2 separate regions of the Zea mays genome follow, and region 1 is linked to region 2. The links are chromatin contacts, called in public Hi-C maps. All regions are on one chromosome and are shown on one strand. The core of a region is the stretch at or near the end of the contact, and the rest is flanking DNA. Distances in the headings are between cores, read along the strand shown. Region 1 has its middle 21 kb from the start of LOC103638824. Region 2 holds the start of LOC100279138.

Region 1 (2,700 bases), core at 14-2,513, 220 kb after region 2:
ACTCTTTTAATAGCAAAGGCATTACCGCGAATCTGAAGGAAAGGTAGGTGGCGCGTTTGTGGGTGCGTGGATGGGGGTCTGGCTGCGAGGTTCAATAGTAGGCGCCTCCCCCTACCAAATGTTGTGGTACTGGAGAACCTCAAGCCCTCGCTGCTGCAATCGCGGTAATGGCGCACGCTCAACTGGGAGATCTGCAATCGCGGTAATGGCGGGTGTGTGTTGAATTAGGCTTGTACGGGTGCTGGCAGGCGCTGTCGGCGATGGGGCACAGTGCCCGGGCGCTGGTTCGGGGGTGGCTGCATTCTGAGGCGCAGGTGGCGGGCGTGCAGGAGTTTGGTGGGGGCCAGGCGCTGGTGCAGGCTGGAAGCCAGTGGTGTCAGGCTGGTTCACCACCCTCTGGTGTCCGTCGTGGCCATTGCCAGGCTTTCTAATGCTGCAATCAAGATTCAAAGTTCTCATCAAAACCCTATCAACCCTGGCGAGATCAACCAATCGTGCGAGGAAGAGCAGAGGGCAATCAGAATCAAATATGTCGAAGCTGCTGGACCGGCCGGGTCTCCTGGCGTGCCCCTCACCCCTGTCCCCTCGCTGGGACATAAATCCACTTCTCTCCAATCAGAACGACTAAGCCATGTAGATTCGCGGCAGGATTCGCTGCGGCGGGCGTGCGGGAATGCGAGCGCTTCGGTAGCAGCGGGCAAGGCACAGGCTGTTCGCGGCGGAAGAGGCGGTCGCGGCGGGATTCACGGAGAGGTTTGCGGGCTTGAGGTTCGCCATGGTCGCGGCGGGGTTTGCGTGGTTTGTGGGCGGGCGGGTAGAGGCGGGGGCAGTCTACAGTAGGTTCTTAATAGTTAGTATAAGTAGGCGGGGGCAGTCTACAGTAGGTTCTTAATAGTTAGTAGAGATTTTAAACTTTACTCTGCAAATAGTGTAATCTACACCGCAAAACAGTATACTTTGCACTGCCGTTTACATAGCCTGTTGGAGATTGGAAAATAAACGTGAACGACTGTAGTACTAAGATGCACGCAAGTGTCATATTTTAGATACATTGGAAATATATAATATGTGAAAAAGAGAAAAGGAAAAGAAATTAAAAAAAGAAAGAAAGGAGCTCACGTGTAAATGCAGGTTGCCGTGGCCTCACATGTATGGCATGGGCGAGGTTTGTTGAGTGGCTGTGAATGCGACTTGGCTGGTACTACCGGTTCGTGGAAGTTGGTGGGCTGGTGGCCAGGGAGCGCCAGGCCCAAATGCGCGCGGAGGTTGGCGGCCCAAGCTGAGGAAGCGGTAGCGGCCCGGTGGGGGCTGCGGCGTAGCCCACGCAGCTAGATGGAATCGAGTCCGGGATGGATTAGGACTCAAGTCCTTTTAAAAAATAGAGATCAGATTTTTCTAATTTCTAAGATGAGGGTTTAGAGGAGATAAACAATTAGATTAGATCTATTAAGAGATTAATCTAGGTTTTTTAGAGATATCAATGGGAAACATTCTGGTGCTTTCGAGGAGTACTTTTATACACAAATCATGATAATTAAATAGTCGATTATGCAAGATTATTACGGTAATATTATTCATCACTCTTTATTGATTAATTTTGTTCTTAATTTTGATTCTAGATTGAATTTTTGTTTTCAATTGTTACTGGTGTTTTGATTCATTTATATCATTACTAAGGCAACAAATTAGTGATCTACAAAGTTTGGGAGATTGATCTTTTCTAATTATTGCTTAATTCTGAAATTAGGTCTAGATTAATTTTCGTTACTACTTGGAACAACGACCTTGTTTTATTTATAACTGTAGATCCGGAAGTCCGATCTACATGATTCTGGTTGGGTTAGATTCATATTTTATTTTATTTATTAAATTTTGAGATCTATCGGCATTACGAATTTTAGCCAGAAATGTTTTATTACCATAACAGTAATATGTCCAAATTGAGAAAAATGTATAGATTGGTTTTGTGATTAAGAGGAGGTGAGAATCAATTTTAAGCTTCCACAATCATTCACCGCCTTTCTGATTGCCTATTTTAGCGTCATACGATCCTGCAAGTGATATCGGAGCTGTGTTTATTATCTAATTAATCTTAATCGGTGATTAGATTAAATAGTTATGTTTAGATATTACACAAAACCATGTGTTTTCGATGGATGTGGTTTTCAATTTTGGAAGGCAAAGATGGAGGCATACATCAAGCACAAGATTGGGTGTACCGTGAAAAAGTTGCTAACCCTTTTTAGGTGCCTTAACAAGTTAATGAAGCTAACTGAACGAATGTGGATAACAATAGCAAGGCAAGAAACATGATCATCCAAGGTCTTGGGAGGAGTGACTTTGATCGGGTGGTGCATCTCAAGTTTGCATATGAGGTATGAAAAGCACTATGTGATTATCATGAAGTTTATAATACAATAAAATAAGTGCACCAAGACATGTTTAAAAAATAATATATGCACTTTGAGATGAAACCTAGTGAATCATTAGATGTGTTCTTTGCACGCTTTAATAAAATCCTTAGTAATTTGCGAGTTATTAATGTTACTTCCACAAATGCAGAAAATTCTAGACAACACGGTGCATTAGATATATCTTCTTGGGAGATGAAAGTAACTTCAATTAGAGAATCAATTGTCATGAGTAATCTTACATTAGATGTGCTTTATTCTAAATTAGACTCATGAATTAGATATTCTT
Region 2 (2,700 bases), core at 17-2,516:
TTGTTATCGACAGCACTCTGAACAAGCTGACATCGGTACCGAGCCATATCTCCAGCATATCTTAAATCTGGCTATGCTATGTGTAGTAATAATGTGATAGGAGTGAAAGGGGTCTGATGATCTGTTTTTCCTTCTTTCAGCTTAAAGAGTACATCGATGACACTGAAGACTTCATCAACATTCAGCTGGTATGCCAGCATATTTTATGCTCTCTATTCGGGATATGAATATCAGAGTTTATGCATTTCTCACACTGCTGGTCTGTGTAACTTATTTGACTTTCCATATGTTCCTAGGACAATGTGCGGAACCAGCTGATCCAGTTTGAATTGCTGCTAACGACCGCAACATTTGTTGTGGCCATTTTCGGAGTGGTTGCTGGGATATTCGGGATGAACTTTGAGACATCAGTTTTCGAAATAGAGAATGCATTCCAGTGGGTCCTTGTAATTACTTCAGTGACCGGCGTTTTCATCTTCTGCTCCTTTCTTTGGTTCTTCAAGTACAAGAGATTGATGCCTTTGTAGAGAATGTATATGCCCTCCTCCCATAGGACCGATGAATCAATTTCAACCCTGTTAAGAGGCACTTGATCAGAAGCCTGAACCTCTGCCGATGTAAATTACCATTCTTTTAGAGGTTTACGGCATGAGTACCGAGAATCCGGGTGAAAATTGTAACCTTCTTGACATGATCCCTGTGCTGTATAAGAGAAAATCATATTACAGTTTATACAAATAATACCGACCAATTCTACATCCAGGTGGCTCGATAGGATATAAGATGATTTCGTCAAAACATGTTCCTGACGCTTCTAGCTCCCAGTAAACAGTGTCTTCCATCTGGCTACTCTATCCGTTTCTTATGTTAAGGTCACGAAGATTTATCTTAAATTAATATTTTAAAACTTTGACTAATAATATTTATAAAAATAATTATTTTTAAATTAGAAAATATATATATTGTGATAGATGTTTTAATAATAAATCTAATAGTTTCATTTTTATTCAGTAATATTAATGAATATTTTGCTACTAACGGTTAAAGTTAAAAGTATTTAACTTAGAAAATACTTTCGTTAAGTGACTTTAAGATAGAGAACGGAGGAGTAGTTCATTCATGAGAAACACCAGTGCGTGGATGTTGACTTGATGCTGCACGTGGCAGTGCCACGATGTCACGCTTGCACGCGAACTCCATGCGTGTCCTCTTGCCGCTTAACCTGCTACCACCATAAAGCTGCTTCGGCACGGAGCAGGACAGGACACAGAGCTTCCTAGTCCGTGTAGTGGAGGTAGCCATCATCAGAATCCAGAAAGGAGCACCGTGTGTGCGTGATGTGGCCGGAGAAGATGTACGCGTGGGCGTCCATGGCAGAAGACCCGCTCAAGCGCGCGGGGTCGGCATCGGCGCATCCGTCGAGCCCTCTACGGCGCTACAGCCCAACGACGCTGGCGGTCGGCGGCCTCATCGTCGTTGGCGGCCTCAGCTACGTCATGTTCGGGAGCAAGAAGAACGGGCGCGACCAGCAGGCCAGCCGAGCTTAGAAAAGGCCCGTGGAGATCGTCGATTAGCTAGCTTACCGAGATGTTCCGAAAATAAGATAGGATTAGGCTCTTTGGCGGGTGTTATGTATGTGTTCCATATGTGCAAAAACCTCGAGTGCTACTATCTTGTTATCCATGTATGTATAACATGCCAATTTTCTTACTGAATAAGTAGCCTCCCTTGTGATTTAATTATTAGAACCACGGAAGATATGTGGTTCAAATGTTAAGCTCGTTTCATTGTAGCATCTGTAACCGAAACTTGTTGTGTGGGGTGTGGCCAGTACACTAATTTATACATTTAATGTTGCTGAATCAAACTGCTAATACCATCATAATTTCACCAAACATAACATATGGTTAAATTGTTAAGTAGTTGAATTATACCATCAGACACCTCTTCTGTAAGGGATACACACTGAAAATACTGACTTCGAAGTAAACTGACTTAGTGTTCCAGAATCAAACTGTAAAAACCCTAAAGCACTGAATAAGCACCCTACGTTTGAAGTTCCACCTTATAAAAATAACGCACACTACCCTCTCAAATTCTGATGGTTCGTTACCTAGTATTCTCTCTTGATCTCTGATTTCGAAAACCCACGGAGCAGTGTTGCAGCTGTTACTCTCTAGTCGATCTTAACCGAAGAGTAGATGAGCCTGGTGAACCAGAAGCAGGCGTAGAAGCCAATGGTGCCGGTGAGCACAAAGAAGGCGTAGGAGGCAATGAGCATGTAGCCAAAGTATAGGACGCCGGAGACGGTCTTCGTTATTTCCAGCTTGGTGAAGAAGTAGAACGTGGCGTAGAGGAAGAGGTACAGCGCTGACGAGCCAGACGTCAGGTAGGATCTCCACCACCACTGGTAGTCCTCGCCGCAGAGCTGGAAGTAGCAGAGCACGATGGCGATCTCTGCACAGGTCAGGATAAGGATGACAAAGACCAGGAACAGAAACCCAAAGATGTAGTAGAACTGGTGCAGCCAGATCGATGTCAGGATGAAGAAGAGCTCGATGAACACTGCGCCGAAGGGCAGGATGCCTCCGATCAGCACCGAGACGACCGGGTTCATGTACCATGGCTGCTCCGGTATTGGCCGTGCTATCTTGTTTGTCCTCACTGGGTCCTCCATGGCAGGTTTCTTGAAGCCGAGGT

Evidence for each region. Hi-C and Micro-C count contacts between places; a contact is called where the count stands out from the background.
Region 1: a Hi-C map of ear shows a contact between it and region 2, with 4 times the contacts expected there. The contact joins the enhancer-like site here to the promoter of LOC100279138 in region 2. A contact is called at or near these places in 3 of 25 Hi-C or Micro-C datasets (ear, leaf and tassel).

What each region holds. Positions count from the first base shown.
Region 1 is chr9:108,939,353-108,942,052 of Zm-B73-REFERENCE-NAM-5.0, forward strand. No RefSeq gene overlaps it. Among protein-coding and RNA genes, the nearest start is that of LOC103638824, 21 kb to the left of the region's middle. Within about 2 kb of position 1,264, at least 16 of the 20 cell types and tissues checked have an H3K27ac peak or open chromatin away from gene starts, as enhancers often do. A contact at or near this core is called in ear, leaf and tassel, where this site is marked.
Region 2 is chr9:108,721,935-108,724,634 of Zm-B73-REFERENCE-NAM-5.0, forward strand. LOC100279138 reads left to right here and starts at 1,267. Exons shown (of 1, transcript NM_001364560.1): 1 at 1,267-1,862. The coding sequence starts at 1,338. The coding sequence ends at 1,547. LOC100283261 (MRS2-10) reads left to right here. Exons shown (of 5, transcript NM_001156163.1): 3 at 1-35; 4 at 141-188; 5 at 297-758. The coding sequence ends at 527. LOC100383626 reads right to left here. Exons shown (of 7, transcript NM_001176274.1): 7 at 1,904-2,700. The coding sequence ends at 2,177.